Linked DNA regions of Oryzias latipes: region 2 is linked to region 1. A link is a contact called in public Hi-C data. All regions are on one chromosome and are shown on one strand. Each heading gives the region's core, a stretch centred on a gene start, on an enhancer-like site or on the middle of the called end of the contact. The rest is flanking DNA. Distances are from core to core; before and after follow the strand shown.

Region 1 (4,917 bases), core at 145-2,644:
AAAATGGAGGACGGATATAGGATGAAGTTTGTTTTCTGTAAGCCAAGTGCACAAAGGCCCTTTCGTTCTTAAAAACAAAAAAACAAATTTAAACCAAAAAAAAACAAAACCCCCCTTTTTTTTTTTTACCTTTGAATGAATAGTTATGTCATTTTCTATTGTTAGGCGTTACATTTTGGCATTTCAGTAACAAAAAATCTTTATCGCTGAGGGTCGTTGTTGTTTCTTAACCAACTTTGAACACTTTTATTTTGAAAACCGGAAGTTGTTTTTTCTTTCTTTTTCTTTCATTATTGAAATACAATCGTTACAAAGACATGCGCGTGCACACACACACACAAACGTATGCTTATGCAAAAATATATCAATCTTTCAGCATAAATTAAATTTCAATGGAATTAACAATCTGTACCCTAGATCAGTAACCATTCTGTAGCAAATTTACAAATGTCATAAGATTTGAGTTCTGACCATATTTCAATGAGGATAAATACAGTCTGACTTACTTTTTAAAGCACCGAAAATTCGGCCAATCTTTTTTCAAATTTTTTTATGAATACGACATTTTCCCAAAATCAGGAGGATGTTCACTTGTGTTGGTGTCTCTTTTGACAACTTACTGTTACAAAACAAAATATCTTCTTGTGTGAATTGTATGAGGTTAATTTTCTCACTAAGCCAGTTGTGAAAATCTTGCCAGAAGCTTTGGGTCACTGGACATGAAAAAAAAAAAAAATAGCTGTTGTGTTGTTTCTGAGGCTGTATGACAGAAATCACACGGATCAACCTCAAAGCCAAATCTACTCCTTAACGTCTCTGCTGATGGATAATAATTGTTTTTTTTTAAGCATTTCTTTAATCTTGGGGACTACGGGCCATTTCATGAATTTCCATTGTTGGGCATCCGATGTGACAGATGCGTCAGTTATTTTATATTTAACTTTTCTTTTAAAGTCCTGGTATCATTGACCTTTAAAGGGTTTGTTTAGATATTTATTATCACATTTTTTTCAGTAAGTTTTTTTTTCACCTATTACTAAAATTGGGTAGTTTAACTTGAACATTGGAAGACAATATTGCATTTTTTATCAAATAAAGCAATTGGAATTTCTCTGAAACTATAGAGTCAGGATTAGCTATAAAGTCTTTTCACCATTTTATTCTAAAAGTTCCAACCATTGATTCAGAATCAATTTTCTTCATACCTCCCAAATTATATTCCTTAATTAGTTTAGATTCTCTGATGTAATTGGTCTTATTTCTCCAAATAAATGTATAGATAAGTGAGTTAATTTTTTTTTATATTATTTGAGTTATCAACAAAAAAACTTACACCTCTTGACCAGGTGGGCAATACGAAACTCGGTTACCCATCAGCCGCTTCTCTTTTTCCGCTCATGCGCACAAGCGCATAGCTCCTCCGCTTAGCGTCAGTGTCATGACAACAGGACGATGGCTCCAAGAGGGTGAGAGATGTGATGTTTGTGTGAACGAAGTGGAACGAGGAAAAGCGGTTCTTTAACGGTGAGAAACCCACAAACAAAGACGGCTTTGTTGCATCGATAACGGACATAGAGTGGAGAAATTAGCAGCGGTGCTCCGGACGTGTTAGCTTTAACCCAGGAAACTTGGAGGGCTAGCCGTGTAGCCACAGCTAAGCTAAAGACAAGTTAAATCAGCTGGCTTGGTATTAGCTGCAGGTAAATCACCTGTTGCCACCCACGACGCCGCAGATCTCAAGTGTATTTTTTTCTTAGGTTACCACACAGAGGAAGATGAAAGCTTATAGGAAAAAGGGAATTTTAACCGTTAACCAGTAGAATTTGGTGTGTTTCTTTTGTTAGTGTAATAATGTTAAACGTTTAGCTGTTTTCACTTAATAATCTGCAGTGCTGTGACGATATTACTTCAACAGATATAATATTAAACATAAAGCAAAGTCATTCATTACATAATCCTTAAAATGACCATTTTGTCATTTAGAAACACATTAATCTGAAGCAAACTTGATTGATTTCTGGTGACTTATGACATGTTTTTTGTTTTAAGAAAGTAGTAATCTGATTACATAGACCTGCATTTCTATGTTTTGCAGTTTGTCTCAGAACTAAAGATGCAAATTCTGCTTTAAAATGGTCTTATTCAACACAAACCTTTGAGATTATTTAACGTTTCAACCTTTTTATTTGCTTTTTCAACCAATTTGATTTATTTCACTCACAGTAACTGGACTTGAATGCTCATTCAGATCTTTTAGGCCGTGTGCTGTAGATAGGAAGGATTCTTTCTCTCTGGATTAAGAGCCTGTTCCATCGGCTCAGCATTTAGCAAGGAGAAAAGCTGCTTGCCCCCACCCACTCCTCCCTCCTCTTCGACCTCCGAGCTCACACGCTCAATCCTGAGGTCATGTGACCTCCAGGCTCCTTTGCATTTGGCTGCAGTTTTCCTGCACACATCACCTGAAACTATAGTTTTCCATAATGTTCCTTTTAGAAGATGACTCTCAAGAATAACAATCAAAGGTTTTAGCTCTGAGGTCATCTAATGTTTTTTCTCTTATTCCTGATAACGTGTAGAAACGGAACAAAAGTATATATTTTTGTGAAAATATTAGTTTTCTTTAGGAGTTGCATGCTGTGCTATTTTCCAGGAAACAATACTGATCTGCTTCTCTGAACTTTGCTGAATAAAAATACTGTGTCACCATAGAAATGCCGTTTCTGACATCAGCGACCTGCAGTAATGTTATTAAAGTAATGATGAAGATGATGTTGCTTCTCCCTTATTGGCCCTATTGTTGTGTAATGAGTACCATTTGTTTTCCAAGCCTTTAAGTTTTTCTTTGAATTGTCACATCTGTTCATTTTGGCCAACAAGCTTCGCTCAACAAATGAAATAAATTGTGTGTTTTTCTGATGCAGTGAATTCTTTTTTTAAAATTGTCATAGAAAATGTCTTGTTTAAAAGCATGTTAAGAAAATGATGTCCAATGATTTTTTTCAGTCACCATGTCCCTGTTCAAAGCCCGTGACTGGTGGTCAGCGACTCTTGGCGAGGGGGAAGAGTTCGATCAGGGGTGCCTGTGTGTGGGTGATGTGGACAACAGTGGCACAGGTTATGGTCAGTATGTGATGAAAAGAAAATCACACAAACAGAAAAAAACTCTTGCATGTGTGTGTGTGGAATTTCATCCGTCATGCACTGTGTTGTTGTTGTTGTTGTATGTAGCAGCCGCCCTCCTAACAACAGTTGTTCTGTGTGATTGAACCCTGCAGACAAGGTGGTGGTGGGCAGCTACATGGGGATGCTGCGGATCTTCTTTCCACACGCCAATAAGTCGAGTGAAGGAGGCCCGGCTGACGCGCAGCTGCTGGAAGTCCAGCTTCAGAATGCCATCATCCAGGTGGAAGTGGGCAAGTTTCTCTCGTAAGTTAAGAAACAAAAGATTTTCAATACCTCTGCCATGTTTTTACCTGTACCTGTTTGGTCATGCAGAGGTCGACGCTGGAACATGTCTGTAATCATAGATCCTTTTAGATATATAACATATATAAATGCTTAATGCTTGATTGCTTCTCTTATCATTTTTGGCTACATTAGACGGATAAAAGCACACGAAAGGAATTTATAAAATTGATACATTTTGTACTAAGATGCTTTATATAAAATCTTTCATGTGTTTGAGACATTTCTTACAAAAGCCCATGTTTTAGATAATAACGATAAACAGTAGAAATCTGATAGGAAAAATGAAAACCACAAAATCATAGACGTCTTGACTGCCAACACATTGGGTTTGTACTTGTCTGAATGTCCTGCTGTGGAGCAAAGATGGCAAGCACGCTGAGAACCCTAAGGTGCTGCTGTGGCATCTTTTTACTGTCTGAATTATGGCGTCAGACCTGAATTTGACGACTTCAGTGTTTTCTTTAGAACCAGGGCTAAAAAGCTGCTTAAGGTGGAACACAAAGTTACGCTAAAGGTGTACTAACTAAAGAGCAATAGACTATCTGTCAGATATTTAGAAGTCAGATATGACAATGGAAATCGTACCACTAATAGGATTTCACCAATATGTTGTTTAAATTTGGTTGATAAATTTTTCAGGATGCCAAAATACAAAATGTTTTCTGACCTGGTCACTTGACTTAACATTTAAACATTTGATCATTTTAAAAAATTGACATTTTTGGATCCAACTTGTATTGTTTGCCGGAATACAGCAAAGATGACAATTGTTTCAGTTCTCATCCATTTGGTCGCAGTGAGATATCATCAGGTCATTTATATCTCACACCATTCGGTTTAAATGGACTGATGCTCGCCCAACCTGACATAACGGACATTTTCTATGTAAGCAAGGTCTTCAGTTAAATTCAAATCTGTATTAAAAAGGGGGAGGCTTGAATTGTAATCTCCTGAAATTCGCAGTCACCTTGTAAAGAAATGACTGTAAATTTTAAATGTCTCGTCATACGACCACATGCTTGTTTTCACGTTAATTCAAGAAACAGTTGATCTGGTAGCTGCACACATTTTTGACAATTTTTAAAGTAAAGTACCCGTTTCAGTGATCTTGAGAATTTGTCCTAATCCAGAGGTGACGGCTGTGTAACAGTAATACTTGATGTCTTATCAGATGCTCAGATCTTCTTCACTTGGCTGTTCTTCACCCCAGAAAACTGTCAGTTTACTGTATATCAGGTAACAAGAATATACATTAAGAAGTAAAAAACAAAACAAAAATCCAATGAGTGCTTTTTAAGAATTGTAAATATCAAAGCATGATAACATTTACATTTTCTGACACATTCAGGAACCGCAGGACACATCTATCATGGGGATCAGTACCAGCTCAAGCTGGTTTATGAGCACAACTTGCAGAGGACGGCCTGCAATATGACCTTTGGCACATTT
Region 2 (4,876 bases), core at 1,698-4,197, 230 kb after region 1:
CGAGGAGCTGGCTGAGTCTGAGGAGCTGCTGCTGCCGCTGCTGCTCATCTGTTCAATCATCTCCACCTCTGCCCGCAGCTCTGTCGACAGCAGCAAGATCAGCATTTCATATTTCAAGGTCTTGTCTTTTTTTGTACTCACATTTGTCCAAATGTTTTTCATTCTTTGTCATCTTTAGCAGGGTTTTTTCTGAGAAATCATGACTTTGTAAAACACCAACAGTGCAGGAACCTCCTCACCTCTCTTAATGTCGTCCAGCTGAGGCTCTGGAGAGGGGTTGTCCTTAGATGGGGATGGGGATGTTTTGATCCCAGTTCCCGGCTTGGTTGGGGCTCGGAACTGAGAGCCGGGCTGGCTGGAACGAACCGACTGCTGCTCAATCCGAGCCTGGATCTTACTGCTGCCCTCCGCTCTGTTCGCACAGATACATACATCAGCCAACTTTTCCTCATCTTGAGCAATTTAAAGATCTTATAGACAATACACATCTACTACCCAAAGTCAGCAGGACTCTGGAAACCAGGACACTGACATCCCACCTTGTTTTCTTAACCTGGATGCTGCTGCTGAGCTTCTCCAGTACAAATTCGCCCGTGTCATGATTAATGATGAGCACGCAATCCTTTTGATACGGTCGCTTGTTTCCTTTAAATACTGTCATTGGAGGTGTGGAGCCCTGAAAGACAAAGAACAGGTAGTTGCAGTTTTATGTATTTAAAGCTTGGAAAAGGGCCCTTTTAGAAGGTTACATCAAAATCAAAAAAACTACATCATCTTGTTCAAGAGCAGTGTTATAGTGAAGATAAACAGACTTTTTCAGTCACAATTCTAGGATACATTCAGAACATAATTTTTTTAGACACATGATTGCTTAGATTTTTTGACTGCACTGTGACTGATCAAAACAGCTGTCAGACCTTTTTGTGACAGAAAACATGAGTCAGCAGAGATCAGGCAGATCATGATGTGCATGCATCTCTGACCAGATTGTTAAAAAGAGGAAAGCCTTACTGGAATATGAGGTAACGTTATTGTAACTTCATCTCCTTTTCCGACCTGTAGCTTCCCTTCACAGCTGGTGTCAATCGATGCTGGTTTGAAGTCATCTGGAAATGAAATGTATCGAGTCAAATTTGTGTTCTCCCTGATTGCCTATTTTTTTATTTAGAGGGAAACACCGTGAACTGGCATTCACACATATATGGAATTATAATTACAGTTGGAGAATAACTACCTGGAAGGGAAAAACAACCAAAATACAAAAAAGCAATTACAGTAATTTCATACTAGCATAAGATGAAAAAAATAATGTGGGTTGTTTTCCCTGGCTGCATTTGTAATTCTATCAACTATAATAAATGAGATAAAATGCTAATTTAATACAGATAATTTTTTGTTCTGTACAAAACAAATTGAATATGTTTTATAACACTATAAATCAATTGCATTCAAAGTTTGAATTTAACATGACCACTTTCTCCGGAGAATGCCCCAAGGTGACTTTTACTGAGATCTAAAAGTGAACTAATGAGTAAATGGAATACTGTGACGCGGGGAGGTCAGTGTTTAAAATAGGACATCACATGCATCATAAAACCCTTTTACTACAACAGCTCTGTAACACGGATGGTTTCTCTCCCAAGTCCAGCCAAAGTCTATTTTGACACACAAGTTCAAAATACAACACAGGCTTTGACTCAAAGCAATTGAATCGTTTCTTTTTTTTGCATTTCTATTTTAATTTTTGTTTACATTTTTCAAACTGTCTTCACATAACTGGTCATGGAAACAATATGATTGAACCTGAGTGAATAACAGTATGAATTTTTTTAATAAAAGTAAACAGAAAAGCTTTTTAGTGTAAATAAAATGCAATTCCAAGCCTAGGCGTCACAATAAAAGTGTTTTGGTATCAATAATAAATCCTATATTGTGAAACATCTACTTCAAACATCTACTTCAATAAAGCAACACGAATCCTCTGAGAAAAACTGGATATCTCTAAATACCACACTGAACAAGAAACACGATGAAGACTATAAACCGTTGTCCCTGCATCCAGTTGTTTTATTCAGCATTTATGCCCCAACAATCCAGATTGTGTTTATTACAACAGATAGGATCTGCATTTTATTTTGAAGGAGAATTTCAATTGCCACTCCATGTGGAGCTGGAGGCTAAAAAATGAGTCCTGGTTGGAGGCAAATATAAAAAACTTGTTTCTCACAAAAAATTAGATAAACTTTGGTGTAGTAAAATAAGTATTGGGTAGTTAATAGCATAAAGTGTAAAAGCTCAACCAAAAAAACAAACTGCTTTTATCTTCAAATGACTGAAAAGTATTGAAGAGAGTCTTGGAGAGAGAGCCTCTACATTTACAGCAGATAACCAGCCGCACTCCAGAGTTTGTTAAGAACTTAAAGGTCTTGTAAACACAACGCGGTCTCACGCTCACATCGGATGGTGTGAAAGGAAGATTTTGGCCTCTTCTCAAAGCTTTCTCCGAGCTTCAAAACATGCTCCTCTTTGTCCAGCAGCGGGTTTGTACTACCGTTCATGGTTCAGTTTGTCTAAAAGTCTAACATTTACGTATATTGGTAATAAGAAGTGAGCTAACAGTCGCAACTGGGAAGAAACAGGATAATCCAACTGGAAGATAAAACTAGCTGCAGAAGCTAACAGTTAGCAAAACATCCCTGACGTCACTGTGCTCTCTTTTGATTTTGGTTCGACTATGAACTACCTCTAAGATCAGACGGCGGCAAAAACTGTGATAAAACTTGGTTGTCTTATTAAATGATAATTTGCATTTAGATTAGTTTTTTATCAAACAGAATTATTTTAGTACATTTTAGTTTCATAAACAATTTATATAAAAAGCCAGATGGCAACGCGGAATGCAATTACGTGCACTCATCGGAAGGATTTCGTGAACGTACACAACAGAGGAAATGAAAAGAATTGTTTGAAATTGAAGTAGGGTTTTTTATTGTAGATTTAGCTTATTCAACCTTTTATTTTATATTGTTTTATTGAAAACGTAATAAACTGCATAAATGTTCAGGAATAACAACTGAAAATGTCGTAAATTAATGACTTTGTACAAAGAAAGACGGAAAAAAATCTCCAAAAACTTTAAAGCAGCGTGGAAATATGATGAACCGAGCCGAAGATACCGAGTCTACGGACGACACACCAACATGCCTGTCCGGACAAACGAAAACATCTTCCTCCAGAGATTTAACCCAGGAGGAGCAGGGTAGATTCAAAACTGAGCGAGTTCTTGTATCTGAGTTCAAACAAATAAAACTGGAGAAAGAAGCTCGAAAAAACTGGGACTTGTTTTACAAAAGAAACGCCACAAATTTCTTCAAAGACAGACACTGGACAACCAGGGAATTTGAAGAACTCAAAGAGTGTCGTGAGGTAAGATTACTTTTATACATGGACTTACCAGTCTTCATCTGTTTCTATTTCTTGTTTTATACTCACAAAATAAATAATCTTCTATTTAACATGTAGAACATTCTATCTATCAAATAGGGATTTCTTTCTTCTTCTTCAGATTATTTATAAATGTTAAATTATCTAGTAATTACGCCATTTTTTAAAACCCTAAATCATATATTAATTAATAAATTAAAATATATTAATATGAATAATATATTCACATTAATTACTTAAATGTAATATTAAAATATTAAACTATACTCTATTTATGCTTCTTTAAAGTTTAAGATGCTGAAAAATATTGTAGGTCAGATGGCCAAACAAGCTTATTAAACTAATGTCCAGTTATTCTTGTGCTTTGCTTCACAGTTTGAGTCCCAGAAGTTGGTTTTGTTGGAAGCTGGCTGCGGCGTGGGAAACTGCCTCTTTCCTTTGCTGGAGGACGACCTCAACATATTTGTTTACGCCTGTGACTTCTCCCCACGAGCTGTTGAGTTTGTAAAAGTGAGGCATTTCCCACAACAACTTTGTTCTTATTATAATGTCTTTATAAGCCTTGTCCTATATTTTCTTCCCTTTTTTCCTCCTTTATATTGCTTCATTTTAGAAAGTTTTTTTATTTGAACTTATGTAAAACTGAGTACCAAAGTATTTTCTTTATTTTGTAAATATCACACAAATTGTCACTAAAGATGTTAATTTTTTCATCTGTAGAAGTTTCAAACCATCTTGAGGCACTTTCTATAACTTAGAAAAAGGGAACTACATCAACTTTATGGTATAAATAACACTTTTTTGTTCTTTTATTTTACAGCAAAACCCTCTATACTGCCCTGAGCGCTGTTGTGCCTTCCAGTGTGATTTAACCAAAGATGATCTGACAGGAAATGTTCCGGAGGGAAGCGTGGATGTTGTCACTCTTATCTTCGTCCTGTCCGCCGTTCATCCAGAGAAGATGAAGCTGGCTTTGGAGAACATTAACAAGGTAGTAGCAAAGAGAAAAGAATGGAAAGCTTCATTTTCCTGCTGTTTTAGAAATGAGATGTTTCAGGTGATGTTCAAGAATAAAAATTAAGGTCTGTTGCACTTTTGTTTGTTATTCAACATTTCAATAAGAAACACGTAAAAATACAAGCAACACGTGTCCAAATGTTTGTTGTCACATGGTGTAGTAACGACTAAAAGACTGATTGCTTCAGATTTAGTTGGTTTTTCAACCAAGACCAAGAAAGAATGTGGTCATAATTTTCACTGACTCTGTTGTTTCTTTACCGGCTCCCAGTTATGGAATAATATTCCTCCAGAGCTGCATTTGATATCACACCTAAACAGTTATAAACTTCAACTGAAGACTTCACTATTTAGACTTTTAATACTCAGTAGTTGGTGGCTCATTATTTTCCTTTCCTCTTTTTTTATCTGTCTT

What was found. A called contact is a pair of places that touch in the nucleus more often than the background predicts.
Region 2: a contact with region 1 is called in a Hi-C map of gastrula embryo, with 1.8 times the contacts expected there. The contact joins the promoter of mettl6 here to the promoter of bbs9 in region 1. A contact is called at or near these places in 2 of 5 Hi-C or Micro-C datasets (fibroblasts and gastrula embryo).

Annotation. Positions count from the first base shown.
Region 1 is chr16:25,940,119-25,945,035 of ASM223467v1, forward strand. It overlaps bbs9 (protein PTHB1), which reads left to right and starts at 1,395. Exons shown (of 22, transcript XM_011485713.3): 1 at 1,395-1,524; 2 at 3,004-3,120; 3 at 3,276-3,426; 4 at 4,640-4,704; 5 at 4,817-4,917. The coding sequence starts at 3,009.
Region 2 is chr16:26,172,821-26,177,696 of ASM223467v1, forward strand. It overlaps mettl6 (methyltransferase-like protein 6), which reads left to right and starts at 2,948. Exons shown (of 5, transcript XM_004078332.4): 1 at 2,948-3,426; 2 at 3,820-3,954; 3 at 4,265-4,435. The coding sequence starts at 3,154. It overlaps eaf1 (ELL-associated factor 1), which reads right to left and starts at 2,704. Exons shown (of 6, transcript XM_004078463.4): 1 at 2,456-2,704; 2 at 1,012-1,106; 3 at 540-676; 4 at 240-412; 5 at 1-80. The coding sequence starts at 2,558.